3 separate regions of the Mus musculus genome follow, and regions 2 and 3 are each linked to region 1. A link is a contact called in public HiChIP or PLAC-seq and promoter capture Hi-C data. All regions are on one chromosome and are shown on one strand. Each heading gives the region's core, a stretch centred on a gene start, on an enhancer-like site or on the middle of the called end of the contact. The rest is flanking DNA. Distances are from core to core; before and after follow the strand shown. Region 1 holds the start of Smoc2 (SPARC related modular calcium binding 2). Region 2 has its middle 35 kb from the start of Thbs2. Region 3 has its middle 42 kb from the start of Thbs2.

The links. Promoter capture Hi-C pulls out the DNA fragments that hold promoters and counts their contacts. HiChIP or PLAC-seq counts read pairs in DNA pulled down with a chosen protein or histone mark.
Region 2: a promoter capture Hi-C map of hippocampal neurons shows a contact between it and region 1, with 1.7 times the contacts expected there. The contact joins the enhancer-like site here to the promoter of Smoc2 in region 1. A contact is called at or near these places in 5 of 39 promoter capture datasets (the HPC-7 cell line, cranial neural crest, embryonic stem cells and 2 more) and 2 of 9 other capture datasets (adipose tissue and embryonic stem cells).
Region 3: a CTCF HiChIP or PLAC-seq map of the NIH/3T3 cell line shows a contact between it and region 1, with 5 read pairs. The contact joins the enhancer-like site here to the promoter of Smoc2 in region 1. A contact is called at or near these places in 3 of 39 promoter capture datasets (hippocampal neurons, liver and stem cell-derived epiblast-like cells), 1 of 15 datasets of contacts at CTCF or cohesin (the NIH/3T3 cell line) and 1 of 9 other capture datasets (embryonic stem cells).

The regions. Positions count from the first base shown.
Region 1 is chr17:14,278,024-14,282,204 of GRCm38.p6, forward strand. Smoc2 (SPARC related modular calcium binding 2) reads left to right here and starts at 1,483. Exons shown (of 13, transcript NM_022315.2): 1 at 1,483-1,776. The coding sequence starts at 1,693. It overlaps Gm52280 (a long non-coding RNA gene), which reads right to left and starts at 2,488. Exons shown (of 3, transcript XR_003952216.1): 1 at 2,089-2,488; 2 at 520-665; 3 at 1-97.
Region 2 is chr17:14,656,873-14,661,374 of GRCm38.p6, forward strand. No RefSeq gene overlaps it. Among named protein-coding and RNA genes, the nearest start is that of Thbs2, 35 kb to the right of the region's middle. Within about 2 kb of position 3,024, at least 30 of the 459 cell types and tissues checked have an H3K27ac peak or open chromatin away from gene starts, as enhancers often do. A contact at or near this core is called in hippocampal neurons, where this site is marked.
Region 3 is chr17:14,733,983-14,737,984 of GRCm38.p6, forward strand. No RefSeq gene overlaps it. Among named protein-coding and RNA genes, the nearest start is that of Thbs2, 42 kb to the left of the region's middle. Within about 2 kb of position 1,704, at least 42 of the 459 cell types and tissues checked have an H3K27ac peak or open chromatin away from gene starts, as enhancers often do. A contact at or near this core is called in the NIH/3T3 cell line and hippocampal neurons, where this site is marked.

The sequences.
Region 1 (4,181 bases), core at 233-2,732:
GGTGTTGAAGGCTTGACAGATTTCGAGTTTTGAAGGTTTCTTTCAGCAGCCATCTCTAGAAGGTTCTCTTTCCCTGTGTGATGTGAGAGTTCCTTTCCTGAGGAGACATAAGCAAGATCTATCTCTCCTCAAAAGGCCCCAGTGGCAAAACAAACTAGGATTCCATGGGGAGTTCAGCACGGGGAGCTAGTGAGCTTGTGCTTACTAACATGCATAGGTGAGGGGTTCACTGCAGGAATGTGATTAACGTCAGAGCATCCATAGTCCAGTCTTCACACAGCTTGGATGATGGCTTCCACACCCACATAGATGGAGCCCCTCTCGGGGAATTTGCCCCAGCTCATGATCTCGAGTACCTCCAGAGGCCCTGAAGGACAACTATTAGGAAGAACTGCACGAACACCCGCCATCTGAGGTGAAGTCCAGTGATACTTCCCATTCGTTCTCTCCTCCAGTGAGGGAATGTCAGCTGTCCACAAGCCCACTCCTAATGACCTCCTGAAAATAGGCACAGCCCACCTGATGAAGTTGGGACTGTTTGCTCGGTTGACTTCATTCTTCAAGGCTATCCTTTTGGAGCTCCAGCGCTGTTCTTCTCCAGAGGTCCCCGTGTTGGGCTAGGGCAGGGTAGCTGCTTTCTGATTGGTCTACGATCTCACAGGAATCTCCAGAGCAGCAGAGGAGAGAGAAGTTAGAGGTGAGCTTGCTGTTTTGCTCCCTACAGAGAGGCCCTGACAAGTCAATTGATTCTTTGTTCTCGAAAGTCTTCCCAGCTGGCTTTCTGCGTGAGGTAGAATTAGGGCCTTTTCCTGTGAAGCTACCAGCCAGGGCTAAACTATTTCAGCAATGCTCCTTTTGCAGGACCTGGTGCGCAAAATCCCCTTGGTTTCTATCACAGTCAAAAGCCTACTCAAATGCGCTTGCTGCCGAACACCTGAAATGCTTGCCTAAACTGTTTGAAGCGGCCACATCAATGTGTGCGCTCACCTTTCTCTAAGTTTGCCCAACTCAAGGAAGTCATCTGCCTCACAGATCTGTTTTCAGACCCCTCCCGCCCTCCTCGTTAACCTGCGGAAAGATGCAGGACTCCTGGTGTTCTCAGAGGCCCTACCGAGGAGCCAATGACCACTTAGCATCTCAGAGTGCTACATTCTGGTGAATGTAAAGCCACAGGCGAGCCAAGGCACAGTGGGGACCCTCCAAGGTGAAGACAGAAGGCGCCCTAGGCCAGGAGGGTGGGGCTCAGTGCATCTCTTGGAGCCAGTGTGAGTGTGCATGCCTGTAAGGTGTGCCCTGGCATTGGCTTGAAGGAGGCGTGCAAACAGCATCAACACACGCTTGCCTAGTCCTGGTAGCCTTCGCTGTCTCCTTCACAGCCCTGCGCGCCGGGCGGCCCCTGCGCGGGCGCGGTGGCTAAGGGAGGTGGGGCGGAGGGAGGAGATTTGCGGGCGGGAGGGCGAAGAGGGCGGGACAGGAGGATCCGGGGAAACTAGGGCTGTTTGACAGCAGCAGCGGCAGTTCGGGGAGCGCCGGCCAGAGCGCACGGAGGGGCCGTGCGGTCTCCACCAGCGGCCATAGGACCGCGGAGCAGTTCTAGCCCGCTCGCCCGCACGTTCGCACACCGGATCTTCGCCGAGTGCCAGGGCGCAGCGCGTGGGGCGTCTGCCTCGCTTGGTCCCCTCCAGCGTCACCATGCTGCCGCCACAGCTGTGCTGGCTGCCGCTGCTCGCTGCCTTGCTGCCGCCGGTGCCCGCGCAGAAGTTCTCAGCGCTCACGGTAAGTCCCGGGACGCGCCCCTGTCTTTCTCTGTTGTCCCTCACTGAGAACCCACTCTTCCTTCTGGGACAAGGCTCCGGGAGCAGGTGGCCCAGCAATCCCCAACAGGTGGGTTCGGGAGAGTCCCACAGCGTGCGTGTCCAGGGTCGATAGCTACTCAGTATGTGAAGGGCTGCTGGTCCTACTAGTCCAGGATAGAAGGGAGTTGACATGCAGGAGTGCCTGGAGTCCCCCACTTTGGGCGAGATGAGATGGCACAGGAACAAGGATCTGGGCCACTTATGCACCTCAGCTCTTTCAGGGCGAACTCACCGGGACTGGGTGCCCACCTTGCCAACGCCACCGACCCAGCCTAGGATTAGGAAGCGGGCAATCTTCGGCTCCAGCGCCACGAGGACCCCTTGTACCCCAACCCCCCTTATGGGGGAGAAAGGGGCCACATCCCATGTGTTCCACTTGTGGCGGAGCATCTCAGAGAACCCTTAATTGAGAGGAAGAAGCAGATATGACATTGAATTAAAGAGCGCGTTTCTTTAAAAAAAAAAATCCAAAATCCAAAAGCCAAAAAACAAAAAAAACAACTCATAGAGGAGGAACAATCTCCAGCACAGGAGGCATAGAGGAGCGCCCCTGGTCTCGTGGGTCCTCTCCTCAGGAGCAGGATGCAGTGCGCGCCAGGGCGCGCTCCCGAGCGCGCGTGGCACTGTGGTTGACCGCTCTAAGTTTGTCTCTCTTAGTTGCAGTACTGGCTACGCCAAGGCGCGAGGTGAGGTGCCAAAAGCCGCGCTGTGGATGGGGGCTGAGCGCGTCCACCTCGGGCCAACACAACCGCGGCCACTCCTGCGGGCTGGTGTCTGCAGAGCCCGGCGGGCAGCCCTTCTGCGGCCCGCGCGCTAGGGAACCCATAATTAATGCAATCTGCAGAAACGAAAGCATTCCACTTAAACGTGTTTTTGAACAAGTGCTTAAGAAAACACCAAGGTGGTGAGCAGGCTCCCGTGGAGAGGAGTGTTGGAGTGGTAGGTGCCCTGGGGAGGGTGCTTAGCCTATGGAAAACCAGGGCTAGCCCACGAGTCGAAGCTTTTTGCAAAAGTGAAGCAAGCTGGCCAGCCTGTTGCTTTTTCTTCCCCTCTCCCTGTTTCTCAGCAGCTTGAAAGGGGGAAGATTGAGTGAGTTCATTGTTCATACCTAAAATTCTTCTGGGGCAGTCCTAGGGCCCTGCCTTGTGTCTCGTGAGCGACTGATAGATTAGAACCATAGCTGGAAACTGCAGGGAGTTTTCACTCCCAGTCTTGCCCTACCCCGAAGAGCCTGAAGGGACGACATGCATGCATTCATATATGAATGTGTGCACAGATGTTCATGTATGTACAGAGCTCGTGCACACACTTCGAGCAAATTTAAAAAGTCCACTGGGAAACTGGCCAGTTCTCAAAAGGTCTTAGCACCATGTATCTGAGCTCTAAGCAGCAGACTTGTGTAATCACTATACTATTTTCTAAAAGTATCAAGTAGACATGTCTCACCCTCTGTGCGCTCTCTCCCCACCGCCCCCCCCCTCTCTGTCTAAGATTGGTAAACAGGACAGATTTTCTTTTCTTGCCCTACCCCTTCTGGAAACTTATTGCTTTCCCCCTTTGTCTCTTTACACTGTTGCAAGGTTTCCTGGGCTCCATGGGTGCCAGCTGCTTGTGGGGTCTCTTTACGGGAGCTGGGAGTTGGTCTTACACCATACAGGAAGTGCCCCATTTACCGCACTCCCCAAGAACACTTTGTCTTAAAATCACATTAACACATAAAATGCTGCTGCTTTTGCATCCAGGAGAAATATTTAAAGCTATAAACTATTTGCCAGGATTCTTCTCTCCTCCCTGCCATCCCCATCTAGAAAATGAAGACTGTGGTTGCAATAGAAAGTACTTCAGATATAATCAAAGTTTGAGTGATCAGTCACTGGGAAATGTTAGATGTTCTGGAGTTTTCTAACGTGGTTGCTAATCTCCTTTCAAGTTACCTTCTGTTTGTTGGAGACGTCTTTGGGTTCCTAAAGACTAAACTAGAGAATGGACTCCTATGTATGAGGTTTCTATTTTGCCTCTAGTAAATGACTGAAGTGTTAGTTTGCAAAAGTGCATGGGTTCTTAAGTTCTTAAGGGTGTGTGGAATTCAATTCATAGAAATAAATGGGCCTCTCAGTTCACAGGAGTATACGGGACTCACAGTCCATGGGGATGTGTGGGGGCCAGGTTTCTTCTGGATGGGTGTGTGATCTTATGCAAGTGACTGAACCTCTTCGGTCTTACCTATAGAATGAGGAAGACTACCCAGCATGTCCTAAGGGTTAAAGGTAACATTTGATGCACTCAGACTACACTCATTCTCCAATCCAGATTATGCTGTTGGAA
Region 2 (4,502 bases), core at 1,774-4,273, 380 kb after region 1:
CTCTATTGGGAGTATAGCAATATGAATGTAGAGCCATCTGTGTTCTGCCTAGAGCCTACCTCCTCTTAGGATACATAATCGAACACCCAAGAGGGCAGAACTGCTCCTGAGTCTTTACACCACAGCCCAAGTTCCCACAGAGAGTCAAGAACTGAACTCAGGTGCCATTCTTCAAGATGCTCCCCTGGGGCAAGTGAAATAATCATCACATTTCAGTTCACTTTCAGTCAGAGGTTTTCAGACTTCCTCCTCCCTTCATTTACCTTTAGTCTCTCCCTGCCAATGTGAAGTTTTTTTTTTTTTTTCAGGACAAGATTAGCCTCAAACCCTGGGTCACCACTTATACATTCATCAATGCATGCTCTGCCCAAAGTCTCTGTGGACTCAGTTTGGAACAGTCCTGGCTAGAAAGGAATGTCTCCCAGCTTTCCCAAGCCTGGGGTCAGCAGAAAGACAAGCTTGGAATTTGCTTTGCAAGGAGCCTGGTGAGCTATTGGAGCCTCTGGCTGGGTGTCTACAACCTTTCTGTCTTAGATCATCCCTTTGAACTTCTCTGAGAAGCTTAAAACCTCAGTTGTCTGATGAAGTTCATGGTAACTCTTTAGGATAAATGTTAAAAATTTCCATTTCATAATCAAGTAACAGCTGGCTATAGTCTTACTGACCGCTAAGCAAACCACAGATGGTTAGCTGATTTTTCCCCAAAATATATATTTTGTCTTGTTTTGGCTAGAAATACAACTCTTCCCCTTGGGATGGAGGATTTTCTTGAATAATAATTCTGTATTTAAACTTTTGCGAGCTACTTAAGTATAAAGAGGAAAGAACAGTATACAAAGACTAACACTACACAGAAGGGGCATTAAAAAGAGAAAAAAATGACAAGGAGACACTCAAACTCAAAATGAGCCAGACACTGGCAACTACACCTGAAGCATAAAAACACCACACACAAAATTTAAATCCTCAGTAGATAGGGTCTCTGCAGCCTGCAATGAACCCGATGGGCGTGGAGTCTGAGAACATTCTAAAGAAAGTAGATAACAAAGAACAGGTTGGCCCACAGGAAGTCAGCAATGCCCTCAAACTCTCTTCAGCACTAAAGTACTATTCCAGTGTGCCAAGCAAAAGGGGGATTTCTGGGAGCTCGATGACAGCCAGGGCCATAGCGGATAAAGACAGAATTGTGGCTGCTTATTACACAATACTAGCTTACTTTTTCAAAATTAATTCTTTACATGCCTGAAAGTTTATGATGTTATTGTTGGATTTTTGTTGTTGTTGTTGTTGTTGTTGTTGTTGTTGTTGTTGTTAGAGAAAAGTAATCGAATGGGGGTTGGCTTGCCTCTCTAGTACCTAGCTTCATGTCCTCTTGGCTCATCTCAGTTCTGGCCATTCCCCTCTCCAGGCAGAGTCCTCATTTGCAGAAAGGGGGATGCCACCAACTGAGCCAACTCCTTTGCTGCTAAAATAAGGAGAGAAAGTAGGTGTCACGACAGTTTGTATAACTGAATTGCATTTCAAATGTGATGTTATTCTGTCTGGATTTCATTTTCCCTGCCATCATTGAACTGGTAACCAAAAATACATTACAGGTGAATAGAGATTGGAGGAGAAGACAGGCCAGGATGGGCACATCCTCACCTCCATTCACCATCCTACTATGACCTGTAGCATCAAATGTCTTATTTGTTCTGAGGACCTAACACTTCTGCACAGGAAACTGCCTCTTAGCCTCTGATTCAGTTCCCTGTCCTGAGGTATGCACACACCTCCTCACACAGTTCTGAGAGATCATCAAGACCTGAGGCCCAGCTACAGACCCACACAAGTCTCCGTTATACCTGCACCTGCTAAGATCCTTCCACAGCCCTCTGCCTTCATCTGGTTCTCCTTGGAGCCAGCTGCTCTGAAAGCCTGGGCCTTCTCCCAGCCTAACCGTGCTGAGGTGCAGGGTCTATGTGTTCTCTTCCCTCCGCCTGCTGTCTGGCCCCTCAGGGCTCAATCTATTTCCTCTCCACACGTCACCTGCCTGGCACATGGCTTCCCAAGAGTCCACACTCTTAAGTGCTGTGCCCGTTTAACCTCATTTCTACACTTAACCTCTTCCTTTCTGGCCTGTTGGCCTTGACCTCAGTTATTGGATGTGCCTTTGGCATCCACTAGAACATCCCTCCTGAGTGCTCCAGTCAGCCTTTCTCCAGGTAGGACAGCATCTCTGTCTCCCATCAGGTTAGGGGACCTTGGTGCTTTCCATTGCTGAAAGGAGAGCTCTCTCCACCTTCCGGTTGGAGTCGACTGAGTCAACCATATCAAGGAGGAGATGCTAAGCTGGGAGATGAGATGGAAAGAGCAGATTGCAGAAGCCGTAAACAGCTAGATACCTAGTGGCCATCACAGGGCCTCCGGTTTAGCATAGTATGCATGCCATGTTTACTCAACTTTGCAAAAGCCCTTGAACATTTTATACCTTAGGAGCAGACTAATCTATACTAAATGAGACCTTCATATCTTTGATTCCAGTCCTTGCTGTAGGACATCAACCCCTCTTTCTGGAGGTCATTGTTCCCTTATAGATAATGCAGTCTCTGATAGAAACTGAAAGTTCCTTTACAAAAAAAATAAAATAAAAAAATAAAATCAGTACTTTCCCAGCATCCCAAAGCATAAATTGTTTTCTGGCTCAAAATGAGTCTTGAGGCTCTGCTGTGTCAGGAGTGTGAGGGTCCTGCTCCTTTGGATGAAAATGGTAGAAAGACAACTTGGAAACCAGAATCAGCTTGTAGCATTAAAGTTCATTTTGGCCCAGTGCACTTAGCTAAAAACCCAGGATGTAAACCTGGATCCAGGATTGAACTGTGCAGTCCACGACAGAGCATCAAGTCTGAGCTGTCTCCCAGTGCATTACAATCTGCACTGAGAGGAGAGGGTAGAGGGGCTGAGCCTCCTGTGCTACATCCAGGCCCCAGCTCCAAACTGAGATGCTGCCGAGCAACTGATGCAGGAAACGCCTCTCACATTTCTGACTCATTCTGTGGTAGCTCTGATGGGAATGAAAATATTCTAAAGAGACACGTGCGCCCCTCCCTGTGGCTGTCAGACTATTGAAATAACAGGCCCAAGAAATTACACTTTCCTCAGGAATCTCTTACTGGGAGAAGGGAAGTCTGAGAGGGCTGGAGTCAGCTACAAAGAGGGCTTTGCTCCCAGCAAAGATTTCTCACTGTTCTGACAATTTGTCAGGCTGTCTTGCAAAACACTTAGACAACAGTAACGAGCTGGACCACAAACACATGAAACTCAAGAAGAACCAAGACCAAAGTGTGGACACTTTGCCCTTTCTTAGAATTGGGAACAAAACACCCATGGAAGGAGTTAAAGAGACAAAGTTTGGAGCTGAGATGAAAGAAAGGATGGACCATCTAGAGATTGCCATATCCGGGGATCCATCCCATAATCAGCTTCCAAACACTGACACCATTGCATACACTAACAAGATTTGGCTGAAAGGACCTTGATATAGCTGTCTCTTGTGAGACTATGCCGGGGTCTAGCAAACACAGAAGTGGATGCTCACAGTCAGCTATTGGATGGATCACAGGGCCCCCAATGGAGGAGCTAGAGAAAGTACCCAAGGAGCTAAAGGGATCTGCAACCCTATAGGTGGAACAACAATATGAACTAACCAGTACCCCCCCACCCCCGGAACTCGTGTCTCTAGCTGCATGTATGTCAGAAGATGGCCTAGTCGGCCATCAGTGGAAAGAGAGGCCCATTGGTCGTGCAAACTTTATATGCCTCAGTACAGGGGAACGCCGGGGCCAAGAAGTGAGAGTGGAAGGGTGGGGGAGTGGGTGGGGGAGCGTGTGGGGGACTTTTGGGATAGCATTGGAAATGTAACTGAAATACATACCTAATTAAGAAAAAAATGAGCTGGACCACACCTTCAAGACTGTTTAGCTGTGCAGGATTCTTTCCTTTCTGTTTAAACATGGACCCTCCAAACCTTCCAGGCAGGACCTTGAACTTGTATGTTAGGTGCACATCTTCATATCAAGTAGATTCCCTTTCTCTCTGTCCCACCCTTATTTCTCTCTTCAATTGTCCTACAGGGGATGGAATCTAAGCCAGGCTTGTCTGTACCTAGATTCTGACTTCAGTCTCTTTTTGTTTGTTTACTTTGACTTTCCTAGAGGAAATATTTAAAGGTCAGGGTGGGAAGTCCAGATGATAAAGAGAGGCCTGTCCCAGGCTCCTTCCTTCAGAAAACAGCCCCCTTCCTGATCCCCAAGTAGATCTAGAAATTTACCTGCTCCCATTGGTGGCCCAGGAAGTTGCATGCACCTCGGTTCCCTTATCATGCTTCAGGTCCCGGGTCACTTCCACGCCAAACAAAGTGACCCACAGCTACATGGGTCCTCTGCTCCAAGCTAAGGCCGGTCCCAGTCAAAAAGCTGCCTTTAATGATGGGAATCTGGTTTACTGTTATAATAGCGCTAGTC
Region 3 (4,002 bases), core at 454-2,953, 460 kb after region 1:
CTGTCTTCCATTTTCTGTTTCCATTGTCACATTAACCAAACGCATTCTGCTTTGATCTCCCAAAGGAGTGACTCAGACTGTAGACGTAGGCTTTTCTGTGAAATTTCCAAAAAGATAAAAACCAACGTTTAAACTCAATCTGTTTCCTGTGTGGCACTCCAGAGGATGATTTCAGGAGACAGACATGCGTGTGGGAACAACCGACGGGCGCCTCTTCCTACAGGCTTCGAAGCTGCAAACAAGCTCTCAGCCTGATGCAAGAGTGTTATTGAAAAACCCAGAAAAACATTCCGTATCATTGCCTCCTGCTGAAGGGATGAGACCCAACTCAGATACAGGCTCTGACAGTTAGTGAATGGAGCCTCATCAAAGAAATCCCACTGAGAGCCCAGCGGAGATATTCACTGGGTTTTATAAACACACACATGCTCTTCAGATCCTTACCACACACAAAGAAATATTAAAAGTAGAACTGAAAAAGATTTTTGTGGCTTTTTATCCTAGGGAACTATTGCCTAGCAGCTTCCTAAAACTAAGCGACGTGACATAGGTTCTCAGTAGTGTAACTCGTAAGGCAAACAATAAGTCTGAGAAGGAGAAGACAGACACTGAGCACCAGCTGCCTTAAAGTCACAGCCTGGTCCCTGACCTAAGTCCAAATCCTCCAGAGGGAACATTGCTTTGTGACTGGCCTATTCATGTATGTCCATGTATGTGCGTGCATGTGTGTGTATGTGTGTGTGTGTGTGTGTGTAATGTTCAAATGAGTTTCTTTATGTGTGTGTGCTAACAGTGTATGTATGCACCTATCTGTATCTGTTACTGTATAAGTGTGGAGTATGTGTGTGTGTGCTCAAAGTGTGTATATGCAACTATCTATGTATCTGTGTCTGTGTGTGTAAATGTGCAGTGCACGTGTATGTGTGTGTGCTCAAAAGTGTTTATATGTGTGCATGTGCTAAAAGTGTATGTGTGTGCCTATCTATATATCTGTGATTGTGTAAGTGTGGGGTGTGTGTTTTTAAATGTGTTTCTGTGTATGTATGTGTGTATAGGCACTTATCTATGTATCTGTGACTGTGTGTGTGTCATGTGTTTGTGTGTGTGTGTGTGTAAGAAGTATATCCCTATAGTGTAAACTATTAAAGAATAAAGAGTTCTGACACTTGGAGAAACAGGCATGGCAGGATTTCTCTCCCCATGGTAGTGTAGGTTGTGTGGGTTTCTTTTTTCCATGTAGCAAAGTTCCCAAAGGAGGGATTGAATAATAGATGATGGTTTAAACTCTAGAATGAAACACGTATCAGAACCTAGTCCATGTTGGGTGGGTAGCCAAGTGGTCATGTTACGAAGAGGTGAATAAGGCTCATACTCTGCTTTTAAAAAGATCAGTAGAAAAGCAGAATTAGCAACTGGGTCATGACAGCTGCATTACGGCGTGTTAACTAAGAAGTTGGGCTCTGGGTATGTTTATCTCACCGTGAGATCAGGAAACACTAGTGAAACACTGCAGTCCCAGCATGTGCTGAACTGGGATAAAGTGGAGCTCACTACCTGATCTCTGTAGAGTGAGATAAAGCCCCATATGAGATATATTCATACAGTCGCCTATAAAAAACAGCTGGGTTATAACTGTTAAAGGAGGAATGACACCAAATAAAACTTAAGAGTTTGTATGAGCGAAGGGTGATTCATGATTTGACTCATAATCTCCTTCCAGATTTGTGCTAAGGCCAGAAGGAGGTTATGGCCTCTGATTCCCGGGCTTCTCAGGCCGGGTACAAAAGCACAGGAGAAAAAGAACTGATTGCCACCACTGGCAGTCTGCTCCACGCTGCCATGGCCTGCCACATGGCCAGGATCAGCTCATTGGCTAAATCATGATTCACAATTATTCAATTGTGAGATGCCTCTAAGTTCACATTTGACAGTGTCAGGGTTCACAGAACCAGCCGAGACTGGGGCATCCTGCTGACCTGTTTTTCCAATCCAGTCTCAGAAATTCCCTCTGAGTCTTGACCTACTGACCAAGAGGACAGTATAGGAGCCACTCAGTCACCAGCATGGCTGCTTTGTCTCTGTCTCTAAGTGAGACTCACAAGGCATACCAGGCCACAGAGAAAGCCTTGTGTTGTTCCTTCCGCTATCTAGCCTGCTGCCTGTTACGGTAACTACAAATCTGCATGGGAGAACGGGGACAGCGTACAGGGCAGCAGAGGTTACAGGAGGAACTCGGAAGATTCCTTCTAGATACCGGAGGCTTTGCTGCCATCCAGGCCTCAGCAGCCAAATGATAGAAACAACAGACAGTTAGATATTAGTCCCTGGGAGAAAACTATGGGCATCTGTGAGTACAGAGGATATGAGTCAAGGGTCCAAGGTGTGATCCCAGAGCCATCTTCCCGGCTACAGTTTGAAGGGCTCTGGCTGAGGAAGCCTGTCTTTGAAAGCTCCTTCAGTGCCTGTAGCCATGACAGATGCCACTCAGCTGTCCAGCCCCATTATGCAGGGCTTTAGGCGCTCCTCAATCTACAGATGCTGGCACCATAGAGAAGCAATAGAACCAGGAAATAGCATCACCAAGAACTCTGAAGTTCCCAAAGGGAGTATAGTATTTTCTTTATAACTGTCCTCATTTCTGCCAGAGATCATCACAGCAAGACCAAGTTAATTTAGGCTCATTAAACACAACTTGGATACTTACAGAAGTGCAGAACGGCCTCTGGCTCACCACATGGTGTATGTCTAGTTGGTTGCAACTTTCACAAGGACTCTCTGAGCCACTCAGTACTAGAAAGGTAAGCATGTTAACTACTTTGAGACATCCTGGGAGTCCTCTGAGATACCCAGAGTTAGATATTTCTCCCAGGGACTAATAGCAAAAGAACTCTGTTTACAATGTCATTGTGAGATGGTTTAAAACACTGTATTAAGTAAGGCTACAAGTCACTATGGAGCCCTGCTTGGTTTCCCAAAGGTACAAACACAAGACCTAAAACCAAATACAGAAAGTTAGAGAGTTGTAGAAAATCCTGTCAGTATTAAGAAAGATACTCATCTCCCTCAGGTGAGTAGAGGCAGGGAAAGCTGGTGGTTAACACAGGGGATGGTTTTGATGTTTTAGCTTCATTCAAAGCTTCATTTGCCCTAACCTGAGGTCAGGTAGACATGGTGACTAGATTCTTAGAAGAGTTGCCGGCATGCTTAGAGCAATGCACACACACATCATGCTTGGAGCAGTGCACACACATACACACATACGCACACAGAAGCAAATGCACTACAGCCATTCACACTTGCATTTTATACATAATTGTTTACACACACACACACACACACACACATACACACTCCAGTGCCTTCCTGCAGGCCCTGACCAGCACAACAGTCCATCCCTGATTACTAGTGAAGTCAAACAAAGAGGAAGAGGCCCTTCCTCCCTGCCTCTGATGATGATCTTCACAGAAAAGCAACAGCTTCCTCAAGACCATCCTTACTCCAGTAGCTGCTGTCTGTTTGTCCTTATTCCGGTAGCTGCTGTCTGTCTGTTTGGGAGAAATTGATACTTTGGGACAAAACACTTACTTTTATCTTAGTGTTATTTAGCATTTTCTCTATTTCCCAAGATCATCTCAAATGTACCTTTTTAAGTCGAAGGTCCAGTGGAATACTCCAGACATGAGTTCACTCTGACGGGAATCATCATGACATCCCATCCCACATGGCAGGTGTTCCTTTCTAGTTTCTGTTTCCAGCAATAGTTCAGGAATGAAGAATTCAAAGTCTTGGTCTAACTTTGAAATCTAGTCCTTGTGGAAAACCGCCACTTGGGCTGGATCTTTGCTAATGGCCTGTTGCATTCTGGGTGTTTTCCATGGCCTCAGATTCTACTTCTTGTGTACCCTCACCAAACTGATGTGGACAAGTGGATGCCAAAGTATTTCTGAATCACCCAAGAGCTAAAAGAATGACTTTTTAGAATAGCATGAGGTTCTAAAAAGA